4 separate regions of the Sus scrofa genome follow, and all the other regions are linked to region 1. The links are chromatin contacts, called in public HiChIP or PLAC-seq maps. All regions are on one chromosome and are shown on one strand. The core of a region is the stretch at or near the end of the contact, and the rest is flanking DNA. Distances in the headings are between cores, read along the strand shown.

Region 1 (3,283 bases), core at 374-2,873:
ATGGCTCTGGTGTAGGCCGGTGGCTACAGCTCCGATTTGACCCCTAGCCTGGGAACTTCCACATGCCGCGGAAGCAGCTCAAGAAAAGGCAAAAAGACAAAATAAATAAGCAAAAAATAAAATGGTGGTCTATATGGCATGTTGTTTCCTCCTTAGAACTGCAGATTTAACCATTTTTCTTTTAATCTCATTAGAGCATCAGAATTTCATCATTTGTTCAAATACATACTGGGCCATCACAAGCAAGACATTGTGCTGTCTGTCCTCTAATAAGGAAGATTTTTTTTTTTCCTCTGCTAATTTCTAGGTGATTGCTACTGAAAAGGCTCTATTCTAAGCGCTTTGCGTATAAAAACCCATTTATTCCTCAAAGCAGTCCTAGCAGGATATTGCCATTTTGTAAATGAGGAAACTGAGGCCCATTTAAAGAATAAACAAATGTTAAATGCTCAAGATATTCATCAGTATTTGTGACAGCATTTACCCTCCTTTGTAGCAGGTACCTTTTCCCAACTATCCTTCTATCTCTCCTAAAGCAGCATTCTCTCATCCCTTGTGGGCCCGTCTGTATTTATATTGGGCACATGAGTCATTTTAAATCTCTTTACCTTCTGTTTACTCTCATTTCTCCTGTTAGCACAACTCTTATTTCTTTGTCTTGGACAAAGCTGCTTTTTACAAAGTCCATCAAGCATGTGCAATTCATCAAGCAGGAAAATGCTTTATTAAGTGATTTTATTTCTCTTACCTGGCCTTAGCATTTTAAATGTATTAGGGATCACAACTATGTAAGAGAGAGAGAATACATGTGCATGAACACACACGGTTTTTCTCTTTCGTTCTGAGAAGAACACTAGGCAAGGAGCTGGGAGGCTTGATTTCTACATCTGCTTCTGCAATAGTTTTCACTTAGACTTAGTCACATGATAAATCTAGGTGTCAATATTTCCACAAGTGAAGTGTGCAAACTTGTCTTGGATGTTCTTTAAAGATCCTTCCAAATCTAAAATTTTATGATTTGTGTTGAATGCAAAAATACTTGGGTTATGTCAAAGCCACTCAAAAACAAGGCTGTAAGGGTGGTATTACTGACATTGACACCTGAGTAGAAGATTCATTAGGACACATGGACAAAGCAGAGGCTAGTGAGGCCACTTGGCCCTTTACTACCTCTTCTAAGATACATAAATCCAGCACATTAGCAAGTGAGATAGAAAACCTAAAACAGTATCAATTAACTAAATGACTTGGTGACAGGTTTTTCCAATTGGCAACAGAAATGCATAAATAGCTAGTAATACCATGGGGAGAGAGTTCCCCATAGGTCTTTAGTGTTTCTGCACATCTTGAAAGCAGAGGTTTTAGCAGCCTTGTCCTCTGGACTAGTTTTTCATGGATTTCTGGAGAGTGAATAGACATGGAAAGGAGAAAGAGTGACTCCCTTTAGAACCAACAGCAGGTTGCTGCTGTCAAATATATTAAAGATGTCTCTGTCCAAAACAAAGTCTGGGCAGGGTTGCTTGAAGCCTGCTATGAAAGATGGGATTTCCTAAGCTGAGGGTTCTCTCCTGTAATGTAACCCATTGCATGCGCAGATACTACCTGACCCTTGTCACGCTTCTCTGGGCATGGGGAGCCACGCAAGAAAATGATGAAACCCTGGCACACACCATGGTGAGCAATAAACTGTCATTTGTCTCTGACACGGAAATCTTCTTCTTCTTTTTTTTTTTTTTTTTTTTTTTTTTTTTTGCTTTTTTTAGGGCCGCACCCATGGCATATGAAGGTTCCCAGGCTAGAGGTCAAATCGGAGCTACAGCTGCCAACCTACACCACAGCCACAGCAATGCCAGATCCGAGCCACGTCTGCAACCTACACAACAGCTCATGGGAACACTGGATCTTTAACCCACTAGGCGAGGCCAGGGATCGAACCCACGACCTCACGGTTCCTAGTCGGATTCTTTTCCACTGCGCCATGATGGTAACTCCTGGCCTAGGAATCTTGAGTCTGGACCAGGGTCCACAAATTTGTGACAGGCTAATTTGTCAGCTTGAAAGCAGGGTAAAAATCTCCGCTCATTCACAATAGTAAATTATTTTAATGTTTAATTTCCCACATGGCAATTCTGTCCAGAAAGGTCTTTACTTATAAGAAATCAAAATTCAGATAAATGTCAATTAAAAATTGACATATCGAATGTGTCAACAGTCTAAATGGAAATTAAACTACAAAGTTTTCACATGTCCCATCAAGTCTAACAAAACCCTTTACTGTATAATAACAGCAATCTCTAAATATAAATTTTCTATTGGAAACTTACAAATTTTCAACTGGGAGCTGTCTAAATGTTTTCTCAACATAGTGTCCAAAGAAAGGACTAAACTGAAAAAGAAAACTATGTCAGGCTTTCCTGAAAAAAAATGTAGTTATGTTCAAAGCGCCACTAGCTGTAGGAAGTACAGAAAGCAAGATTTTTAAGGCAAAATATTCCTTTTTCCTTTCCTGGCTACTGCTATGCCAAGAGCAAACAAGGATCAACAAAGACCAAAGCAGTGGAAAAACTGGAGTTTCTTTATTGCCCAGGCACTGGGCAAGAACAAGTTAATTCTGTCTTTTAAAAAATAAATCACATAAGTTTAAAAGAAATGCTTATACTGCAAAAACCATCGCTTAGACCTCCTACCAATCCAAAATAAAACATTATCATTAAAACCCATCTATATTCAATGAGGTTTTCATTGAGGGAAATACTTGTGAAATACAGGCAATTTGATGATCCTTCAGGCAAGGAATCAGAATGGAGGGATATTAACAGAAAGCAAGAAACTTTTTGTAGAGGTGTTCTCTAGATTTATTTTTAAATTAAAATTATTTCCAAAATGTTATAACAAAATAGAGCCGTGAAAGACTGCATAATCCATTGTTAACTCCGACAACACTACAACGAAATTGGTCTCCTATATCATTTTAGAGATGGAAAACAATGTTGAACAACTTACCAAGATTTTAGAAACAAAACTGAACTATTTGTTGTAACTCTTAATATCAGAAAATTCCTTCCCTCAAGAAACAACTTCCTAACTACAATGAAATCAGATAATGATATAAGGCTGAAACTGAATTAAATTTTAAAAAATAAAACCAATATGACTATAACATTTAATTTCTAGATTCAAGGAATGGCATTAATCTGAAATTAAAATGTAAACAAATATGAAACTAAAGAGGACTTTGGCAGTGGCAGACATATAGCAAAATCCCCATAAGTCTTATTGAATT
Region 2 (3,283 bases), core at 370-2,869, 460 kb before region 1:
CACTGGCCTACGCCAGAGCCACAGCAACGCAGGATCCGAGCCGCGTCTGCAACCTACACCACAGCTCACGGCCACGCCGGATCCTTAACCCACTGAGCAAGGGCAGGGATCGAACCCGCAACCTCATGGTTCCTAGTCAGATTCGTTAACCACTGCGCCACGACGGGAACTCCCAGACCCCACCTTTCTTAAGTCTTGTCTTTCTCATAGAAGAGCAAGTTTCTGATCAGTTGAACCATGCCAATGTAATTGGTATTTGATGTTTCCCCTGTGGTTTGACTGGGGGAATTGCTGGAGAAATGGAGCCTTATCCTAAAGATGTGGTGGAGTTCCCATCATGGCTCAATGGGTTAAGAACCCTACTGGTATCCATGAGGATGGGGGTTCGATCCCTGGCCTAGTGGGTTAAGGATCTAGTGTTGCCACAAGCTTCAGTGTAGGTTGCAGATGTGGCTCAGATCTGGCCTCGCTGCGGCTGTGGTGTAGCCTGCAGCTGCAGCTCCGATTCAACCCCTAGTCTGGGAACTTCCATATGCCACAGGTGAGGCCCTAAAAAGAAAAGATAGGTGCTGTACTTTGGGGTGCCTTCAGGCGCTGTGCCTGCTGGTTACAAGGGAAATGCTCTAAGGCAAAGAAAGTTGTGCCTTTGGGGTCACTCCACAGAGGCCTGTGCTTCTAGGCCTGCAGCCTTCATCTACCCCGTGCTACAGGAGTCAGGCATTTGGATCTCGCCATATCCATAACAGGTGGTAGGAAATGTTGTATGAACCCATTCTCTAGATTGGGCTCAGCAAGGCTGGGTGACTGTCCAAGCTCTCACAGTGCTCTCTTCATTCTCCTTGGATGCTTGCTAAGGAAGCAGAGCCTTCTGTGATGGGCAGAGCCTGGGGCTCCTGAAGGGATACCACTCCAGGCCTCCCCATTGTCTCACACAGTTAGAACATCATGTGTCACCTGGGTAACACTTCCTCCTCCAGCAGCAGAGCCAGCACCACCAGGGGCCAGTGCGGGGGTGGGGAGGATGTGCCAGACACGATTGGTACCTCCAGCTTCCTGCCCTTTTTTTCCGCAAACCTGTGAGCAAGCTGGCGTTATTTTTATCTGGGGACACGGGCGTGGGAAGTATTTGTCAGTGTCATCTGGTAAATGCAGTTGAATTATCTGTTGTCCAAGGCACCCCCAAATAAGCAGTGTTAAGCGTGATAAACTGTTCACATTTAAAAATACAGTCCAACTGATGAAAGATCATTTGCTCGCAGGGCTAACATCACAACCCAAGCTGTCAGTGTCAGAGCCCAGCTTTATTTTTACCCTCTTGGGGTTTTGAATCATCACACATAAGGGCTTCTGCTTTTTTATTTTAAACCATTGTTCTGTATCAAGAGGGGAAATGACCAGAGTCTGCGGACTAGATGCCGGGGCAAGTTATATGCGCCGCTATGGTTGAGTGCTGAGTTAGCACCAGCTCCATCTGCAGCCTGCTCGGCGTGCAGGTGTGCGTTGTATACAGCCCCTGGGAAGTTTCTAGACAGTTGCAGGGGTGCGCCCTCCTAGGCCTTACAGTAGACAGAGCCCTGCACTGCGTTGCTTCCCAGTGTTACTCGAGAACTTCCACATCATCTTGCTGGGTCCTAAGAAGATGCCCTGGTGGGGGCGGGAGTGTGCACAGTCTCGCTCCAGGCAGTGGCCGTCAGCTGGGGGTGATTTTGCCCTTGGCAGACATTCGGAAATGCCTGGAGATATTTTTGGCTTCTACAACTAGGGGTGAGGGTGGTGGGGGCTCTGACTGGCATTGAGTGGATAGGGACCTACCATGCACAGGATAGTGCCCCCCCGACCCCCGCCCAAATAATTTGGCCCCAAATCTCCAGAGTGCCGAGATTAGGCAAGTCTGCTCTAGCAGATGGCTTCTCCTCCACCACCCAGTATCTTGCTCAACAGGAGGTGCCTGGTCAGCAAGACCACAGGCAGGGAAAGTGACCGGTGCCAGTCGGCAGCCTTTGATCACAAGAATCAGTTCAGGAAGAGTCTGTTGAGCCATTTACATTGTGCCAGGTCAAGATCGAGCTGAACTTTAAGGGGCTAATGAGCAAGGGATGGTCTCCATTCATCAAGACCCGCCATACTGTATTGTAAACCATGCTCAGCTCGCCAGCTGATTTCATTTTAATTTTTTAATGATTCTTAAAAATTATAGTTGATTTACAATGTCGTGTCAAGTTCTGCTGTACAAAAAAGTGACCCACTCAGACAGATAGATAGATTCCCTTTCCTATAGTATCTTCCCTCGTGTTCTATCCCAAGAGATTGGATAAGGTTCCCTGTGCTGTGCAGTAGGACCTCATTGCTTATCCATTCTAAGTGCAATAGTTTGCATCTACTAATACCAAGCTCCCAGCCCCTCCCCCTCTCTCCCCCATCTCCCTTGGCAACCACAAGTCTGTGCTCTATGTCACACCATGTGATTTTCTAGCCATCGCCTTATTGTCTTCACCACTATGCATGGGCCTGATGGGACAAGTATACTCCGCTTCATTTTGTGGGATACCAAACTGAGGCCAAAGGAGGTGAATGACTTTCCCAAAGTCACATAGCCCCCAAACAGCAGGTCTTCTGGTCTTCCCACTAGATCATTTCTTAGTAAGGATAACCCACCCCTTTCTGATCTCCAGGTTCTCTCTTCTCTCTTGGGTCATGTTGGATCCCCTGTGGATAAAGAATCTTTCCTTTCTTCCATCCATCTTAATATACATGGAAACCCAAATAAGGGCAGGATGCGCCTCCCATCTTAGCATCCACCTTTTCCCTAAGAAACTTCCCTTTACAAGGTGGCCAAGGGGTGAAAAGGCAGACAGGTCACACCTGCCATGGAGGTCCTTGGGCCCCAAGTGGGGAAGGCCAAGGAAGCGAGAAGGAGCTTCTCCTCAGCCAGTCACTTTCCATCCTTGTTATGTCTAGCCCTGTTATCCTTGCCCACATGGGGAATGGGAGACTCTGGGAGGTCTTGGGGCTTGCCCAGGTCCCAGGGCTGGGTGGGAGTCCAATCATCCAGGCCTGTCTGGCCTTCGAGCCCATTGTGCGGACTCTTGATACACCAGTGGTTTTCAAACATTTTTAGCAGCAGTTATTTTTTCCAAACTCGACTTCAGGCACCTCCTCCACCATGTAAAACAGATCCAGCAGAGGGGCTTGGAGTCTGCCTACCCTCCTGCCCATCATCGCCCCCCCCCCACCACGGTTGGCCCGAGGCTCCTTGGAACAACACGGGGGCCCATCTGGTCTG
Region 3 (3,283 bases), core at 588-3,087, 440 kb before region 1:
TCAGTGGGTTCAGGATCCTGCCTTGCGGTGCGCTGTGCTGTAGGGCGCAGATGCAGTTCATATCTGGCATTGCTGTGGCTGTGGTGTAGGCCAGCGGCTGCAGCTCGGATTCGACCTCTAGCCTGGGAACCGCCATATGTGGCAGGTGCGGCTCTAAAAAGACAAAAAAAAAAAAAAAAAGTGGGGGGAGGGAGGAATGGAGGAAGGAAGGAAAGGAGGGAGGGAAAAGAAAACTAAAAAATAAATAGTCCCCTGAAAGGAAAATATTACTATAAATGACTGTGGTCATTCATAATCTAGAACACTGCCTGCAGAAAGGAGGGGGGAAAAATTACTTGAAGGAACAGATCTTTGGACTGTAGTGGTTTACCATTGAATTATTTATTTTTTTAAAAAATGGTTCTTTCTAAATTTCCTCTGAAAAAGAAATAAATAAGGATAATCAGAAAACTTTTAAGGAGCAAGAAGTCAAGGGGAGTGCTTGCCCTGCCCATAATAACCCTATGAGAGGGGGTAGACTTGAAGGGGCAAACGTGGAAGCTGTTGGGTCCAAGTGAGAGGCTGGTGGCTCAAAACAGTCATGAAAGAGGAGGGGGAAGGCCATGTGCCTTCCAGTTGTATCTTTGTGTTAGAACCAGCAGGACTTCTGACCAGAGATACAGAGAAGGGAGGGAGCGTTCGGGATCCTCCTTTACCAGCCTGCTGGCACCGTTTCCTGGGATGAGGAAGCTGGAAGCAGATAGAGTGGGAATGGCAACCAGGAGTTTGGGTGGCCTGTTTTCCATCCCCAGGGAGCTGTCCCTCTGCTGCTCCAATGGAATTGTCTGATGTGTCTGATGATCCAGAAGAGGTTGGCCCTAGCGACACAGGCTTGAGCGTTGGGTCAGCGTGTACCTGGTGTTGGGGACCAGATAGGGTGCGCTGGGGGAGTGGAGGAGAGAAGGCTGGAAAGAAGCCAGGAGGGCGCCAATGGTCACAGCGCTCCTCCCTCAGGGGCGGGGCCAGACCACCCCTCCCAGGTGCTGTCCCCTCCCACTTTCAGCAGCTGGTCCCAAGATGTCAGGAGGAGCGACCTCAGGGGAATCAAGGGGACCGGGACGGAGAAGTGGCCGGGGTTTGGCAACAAGGAGGTCAGGGACCCCATGGTGTCAGTGGAGTGAGCGCAAAAGCTACCTCGGCAGCGCTGGGGAGTCAGTGAAGGTGAGGAACCCCATGCAGACAAGCTTTTGGAGAAGTGTTTCCGTGAAAGACCCCAGGGAGAGGGAATTGTCAGCTAAAGGGGAGGTATGCCATCAAGAGCCATTTTTTGTGCTTCTGAAAGGAAGAAAAGAGAGCAATTCAAGAGAAGGGAGGGGGTGTTTGTAAATGTTTTTGAAGCATTTATCAGAAAATAGCTCGTTGTCTCCAGACCGCGTGGGTGCACATAAAAGCAGAGCACACAGACCTCTGCTGGGTGTTTCGTGACCCCCTAAGCCTCTGCTACGCCACATCGCCAAAGTTTCTTGACAACTGTACTTGATTTCAGACTTGTTTCTCAGCTGCAGACAATGGCCTCTTCCAAATTGATTTCACTCAAACTGGCCTCAGTGCAACTGCTGCACAGAGAGGCCATGGCTATGCTTTTTGCATCCCTTTGGGATGCTTTGAAGGCAGCCCTCTTGGAGGCAGGGGGCTGGCCCGGATGGCCTTCGGGGGTCCTCCCATCCTTGGGTGAGTTGCCCTGCGCCCCCGACAGCCCACCTCCAGGCAGGGAGCAGCACTGTTCTAGGGCAGTGACCTGGATCACCCCAACATGTTTCCTCTGTGTGATCTGGGCACCTCTTGGTGTTGTTGTCACCTGCTCCCCCAAGCAGGAAGCAGGGCCCCAGCTGAGCACTGGCCCTGGCTGTCAGGACACTTCTGACGCCACCTGAGGTAGTGCGAACCTTCTGGTGTGAAATCCGGAAGGTGCCAAGAGGTCTGCACAGGCCAGAAATAAGGAGCCTCCTCTGACTTGTTCGCTGCAGTAAACTCTTGGGACAGGGTCACACAGACACCCCCCCCCCACACCAGGCTGACAGTAAACCAGAAGAGTAACTAAATCATCAGTGGCTTTCATCATTTCGCAAAAGAGGAAACCACCATCCCGTGGGCCAAGCTATCTGCTTGAGGCCGCCTGGGGAGACCCCTGAATTCTTAGAGTCCATCTCTGCCTCCTGTACCTTATTACCTCATACACTCATAAGCAGGCCTGACCCCTGTCCCCAAAGCAGGTTGAGCCAGCTCTAGGAAGTTTCTACAAGCCATAGTCACTGCTGCTGCCTTTCTCCATGAGGGGCAAGTTTAGGCTCTTCCCCAGGGGGCCACGCAGATGGCTGACCCCAAATGTCCAGGGCCCGCCTTGCCCTGGGGTCCTCCCAACTCTCTGAACCACCCCCAGGCTGGCATCTCCAGCTGCCCACTAGGCACATCCCAAGTCAAGCCTGGAGCCCTCCCCCAGGATGTGCCTGTGGTGCCCCAAACCTTCCTGTTCAGTCCCCATCCTAATGTGGCCCAGCCTCAGCCCCAGGACACCCCAGTTGCTCCCCTGCAGCCAGGCGGGGACATCCCAGTTGCCTTTTCTCACCATCATAAGACGTCCACTCCATCCTCTGCTTTGGTACCACCCCCCATGGCATCCCCTGCTCCTCCTCCCTTGATGCCCCAGAGTCAAACAGAGACCCACCATCCATCTTGGTACCATCTTTGGAACAAGTCCAGGGGAAGATATAAAATCCTCAGTCTTGGGGACTTCTTGCTCATGGAGGTCACTTTCACTGCACCCAGGGCTCACTCAGACTGAGCATGTGCTTAGACCCTGAGCCCCTTCAGGCTGGAGGACACCCAGCTCTGAGATCCACCCTGCCCCAGAATGACTTCCCCGGGCATTTCCTTCCACACTCTGACCTAGTTGAATTAATGTTCTCTCGGTCACTCAGGCTTGAAATCTTGGACCCCATCCTTGGAGTCTCTGTCTTCCTGGCCCTGAAACACCTCCTCCCAGGCCCAGCTCAGGTCACCTCCTCTGGAGGTGCCCCTGTCCCCACCCCCAGCCAAGTACACCTCCGAGGGAGGCAGTGCATCCCATCCTTTTGACATCACCCTGTGGTATTTTTTAGTAATGACAATAGCATGCTGGAAGGCATTATCCAAAGCACTTCATGCCTTCATTTGTCTATTAACTCAAGTGACACCCTAAAGATTTTTCTCCCCATTTTCCAGAGAACAGAGAGGTCAGGCAGCTTGCTCACAGCCACACAGCTAG
Region 4 (3,283 bases), core at 375-2,874, 330 kb before region 1:
GATCTGCACGGTGAACCCAGTCCACGGCTGCTGCATGAACTCGTGGTCGTTGGGCCGCTGCAGGCTGTACGCTTTCTCATAGTCAAAAGCCTTGATGGAGAAACCGGGGAACACTTTGTGTACCAACAGCGTCCTGGAGTCCGGGTTGTCCAGTGTGGCTGACTTGATGAAGATGGGGTAACTGCTGCGGTTGTACACCCACACGCCATCCACTTCCCGCGTGAGCTGGATGCCACAGCCGATCTTGCTCCGCACTTTCTGCACCAGCTGACTCTTGTTGTCCGAATTGAGCTGTCCAAGGCAAAAGCCATTCCCCTGAGGTAGATCATAAAAGATATCCAGGGAGGGCTCCTGGACACAGTAGAGCCTCCCCACTCTCGTCTTCTCCTCCCAGTATGCCACCACGCACCAGTGTGACCGATCCCCAGGCTCCAGAAGAAGTTGGGAATCTAGAAGACAAAATGGCAGACATGGTGGGTGATGATGGGGACTGGCATTTTCCTCTTCCTCCCAAACCAAGATGACGTGCACATCCGCACTCCTGGGCCGCCAGGCCCACTGTTTCTCAGTGCAAGACAGAAAGAGATGATAGGGCACTGGATGTGCCACAGGCTGTACAGTTCCCCTATGGGGGGCTTGGAGATCTTAACCCAGTGATGGAAGAGCGGGGCCTCTAAAGCATGGGGGTCCCTGATCCCTCTGCTCCCCCGCATCCTATCAGGAACCCAGGACACCAACCCTACCAGTGGAAGCCCCATCCCTGCAGAATCAGAAGCCAGGACCACTTAGTAACTTAGTTGGAGGGCTTACTTTTAGGGCTGGGAGAGGCCTTCTAGACAGGTCTAAAATTATAGTCCTTTAAACTGGATGGAACCTTGCAGGCCAGCTGCTCCAGCCCCTTGTCATCCTCATGAGAAAACCTGGCCTCAGGAAGTCTGTTGCTCAGGCCCCAGGGATGACACAGCCAGACCTTGACCCCAGGACCACCTGCTAAACAGTCTCTGTGCTTGTCACCCAGTCCTCAGATCAATGCCTTGGTCATCAGGGAGCACTGTCTGGGGGAAACTTTAATGGAGGTGGCTTGGGATAAAAATACCTATCTTCCTAATAGAAAAACAACTCAGTGTGTCTGTCCCCGGCAGCTCTGTACACAAAGGGTGAGCTCCTGTCAACACGCCAAGTCACAACATGCAACTTGGTGTCAGCCCCGACTACCTCCGGCCCAGATGGAAGATTGTGTGTCTCAAGTGGGTACAACCATGCCTTTGGCGGGGGGGAACCCTCCTCCTCCTCCTCCCCCTCCCTCCCCAGAAGCATCTAGACTGGGTGTCCTCCCCCTCCTTCTTCTGTCCGCCCCTGGAGGCCCCACCCCGGCTTTCCTAGACGTGCTTTCTTCCCACGGCAGCCAGCAGGGGAGGCTGGGGTGAGTCTGCTAAGGTGATTTTTCCTGAACAGGCGCTTGGAGGTCTTTTAAAAGGGAGGATATATGGAAGCCAGGGGGCCCCGGCGGCTGGCATTCCGACTCTTCCTCAAGCTGGAGCCGGCGGGGTAGGCCTCAGACTGGGAGCCATAAATCTCCCGAGCCCAGCCGGGCTGCAGGAACGCTGCGGTTTGTGGTGGCAGGGCGGAGACCGGAAGTCTTGTATTTGTTAACAAAAATGGGGAAAGGCAGGGGAGAGCAGGGCCGGCGGCAGAGCCCTCCTCCCGCCCTCCCTGTAAGCTCCTGCTTCTCTGTTACTGGGGGGCTTGGGGTTGAAGGCAGGGGTTGGCGGGAGGTGTCTTTTGCTCTGTTAGGCCTTTTTGATTTTTGGAAGCGATGATGGGTTATATGGCACAGCGGCTGGGGGTTGGAGGAGGGCTCAGGCCCCGCATCCCGCCATCCCCGCAGGCCGGGGAGCCAGGGCAGCTCAGCATGCCAACTCCTTCCAACGTTTCTAGGCATGTTCGGGCCTGGGAGCCAAACCAGGCAGCTCCATTAACTTTTTTTTTTTTTTTTTTTTTTTTAAAGCAGCAGCCAGTCTTGCATGGAGGCATCCTATGTATGAATAAGTCTGTACAAATGTACTACCCATCGAGGCAGCCACCAACACCCACCCTGAGTGGCAATCCCCTAGACACCCCACCGGCTGGGACAGCTACAAAAATGGGGAAAGCTGAGGGGTCCTTCCTCCCCTCAACCCCAACCCCATGAAATATCAACACCAGAAACTTGGTCACCTGCGTCCCCCATGCATCTCTAAAGCTCAAGTGTGGGAGAGGCTGTGTCCATGAGCATAGTGTGAACGCACTTCGAGTGTGTGCTCTGTGTGTGTGTGTGTTTGCAAGCACACACCCGGGAACATATGGAAAAACGAGAGGGACCAGGGCTCCAAGCTGAAGGTGACTCGTCAGGCATTAACTTGTTTCTGCAAAGTATCCATCAACTGCTAATAAACTCGCGAGCGCTGGCAATCTTTGAACCCTCTTGCCGAGGGAGTTCAGCTCTGAAGGCTACACCAAAGACCCATAACATCCATGTAAATAAAAATGTCCTGGCAGCCAAGTTTGCTGAGGGAGGAGAAAGCCCTTACCTGCCTGCCTGTCTGAGCGGGGAGGGTGTTTGGAAATATAAGCTATCGCTTATGCTCCCAACTCGGGACAACAAATTGGCCTGGAAAGGAAGACTCGAGAGTTGCTGGGAGGAAGGTTCGGGAGACCCTTGGGGGAGCCTCACAATACTTTGTTTCATGGAGCTCCCCTGAAACCTGGCACCCGCTGGAGCAGGGAGGTGAGGCAGGGGGAGGGGGAGGAGGAGGACAGGGTCCTAGGGATCAAATTGCCCCGGTGCCAGGCCCACAGACAAGGGATGGGGGGCCTCTGTGGGCTGAGGAAGCTGGGCGGGGGCAGAGGATTGAGGTCGCCCAGCGGAGGGGAGGGGAAGGGGGGGGGCCTTCTGGCGGGTTTCTCTTTCATCTGTGCTGCCCGCCAGTCCACCCAGCAATTTGCTGCCAGACATCCCCTGGAAAAAGCCTTTTGCTGTTGAGGTTAATGGCCCAGCCCAGATAAACAGCAGCGTGTGGGTGTCCCTGGATGTGAATAAGGCCCCTGAAAGCCCACTTGGTGCCCTAATCGGGGGCAGCAGGACCCCCCCCATGTCACCCAGCAGCCCCCTAGCACCCTGATATCTCTTTTCTTTTGCTCCTCCTTGACTTTATCTGAGCCAAAAAGCAGGCTCTCAGGCAAAACCAGTGCAAGAGAGAAGGTCCCTTTTACATGGCACGCTGCTGGGGGCCTGGTACGCAGG

What was found. HiChIP or PLAC-seq counts read pairs in DNA pulled down with a chosen protein or histone mark.
Region 2: an H3K27ac HiChIP or PLAC-seq map of alveolar macrophages shows a contact between it and region 1. The contact joins two enhancer-like sites. A contact is called at or near these places in 1 of 47 Hi-C or Micro-C datasets (embryonic fibroblasts) and 1 of 2 datasets of contacts at active chromatin or transcription factors (alveolar macrophages).
Region 3: a contact with region 1 is called in an H3K27ac HiChIP or PLAC-seq map of alveolar macrophages. The contact joins two enhancer-like sites. A contact is called at or near these places in 3 of 47 Hi-C or Micro-C datasets (embryonic fibroblasts, epiblast stem cells and fetal liver) and 1 of 2 datasets of contacts at active chromatin or transcription factors (alveolar macrophages).
Region 4: an H3K27ac HiChIP or PLAC-seq map of alveolar macrophages shows a contact between it and region 1. The contact joins two enhancer-like sites. A contact is called at or near these places in 1 of 47 Hi-C or Micro-C datasets (embryonic fibroblasts) and 1 of 2 datasets of contacts at active chromatin or transcription factors (alveolar macrophages).

The regions. Positions count from the first base shown.
Region 1 is chr1:98,848,943-98,852,225 of Sscrofa11.1, forward strand. The region is part of intron 13 of DYM (dymeclin); the gene reads right to left. Among named protein-coding and RNA genes, the nearest start is that of DYM, 170 kb to the right of the region's middle. Within about 2 kb of position 1,624, at least 2 of the 83 cell types and tissues checked have an H3K27ac peak or open chromatin away from gene starts, as enhancers often do. A contact at or near this core is called in alveolar macrophages, where this site is marked.
Region 2 is chr1:98,392,737-98,396,019 of Sscrofa11.1, forward strand. The region is part of intron 9 of CTIF (CBP80/20-dependent translation initiation factor); the gene reads left to right. Among named protein-coding and RNA genes, the nearest start is that of SMAD7, 150 kb to the right of the region's middle. Within about 2 kb of position 1,620, at least 9 of the 83 cell types and tissues checked have an H3K27ac peak or open chromatin away from gene starts, as enhancers often do. A contact at or near this core is called in alveolar macrophages, where this site is marked.
Region 3 is chr1:98,409,769-98,413,051 of Sscrofa11.1, forward strand. The region is part of intron 10 of CTIF (CBP80/20-dependent translation initiation factor); the gene reads left to right. Among named protein-coding and RNA genes, the nearest start is that of SMAD7, 130 kb to the right of the region's middle. Within about 2 kb of position 1,838, at least 1 of the 83 cell types and tissues checked has an H3K27ac peak or open chromatin away from gene starts, as enhancers often do. A contact at or near this core is called in alveolar macrophages, where this site is marked.
Region 4 is chr1:98,514,372-98,517,654 of Sscrofa11.1, forward strand. SMAD7 (SMAD family member 7) reads right to left here. Exons shown (of 4, transcript NM_001244175.1): 4 at 1-449. Among named protein-coding and RNA genes, the nearest start is that of SMAD7, 26 kb to the right of the region's middle. Within about 2 kb of position 1,625, at least 37 of the 83 cell types and tissues checked have an H3K27ac peak or open chromatin away from gene starts, as enhancers often do. A contact at or near this core is called in alveolar macrophages, where this site is marked.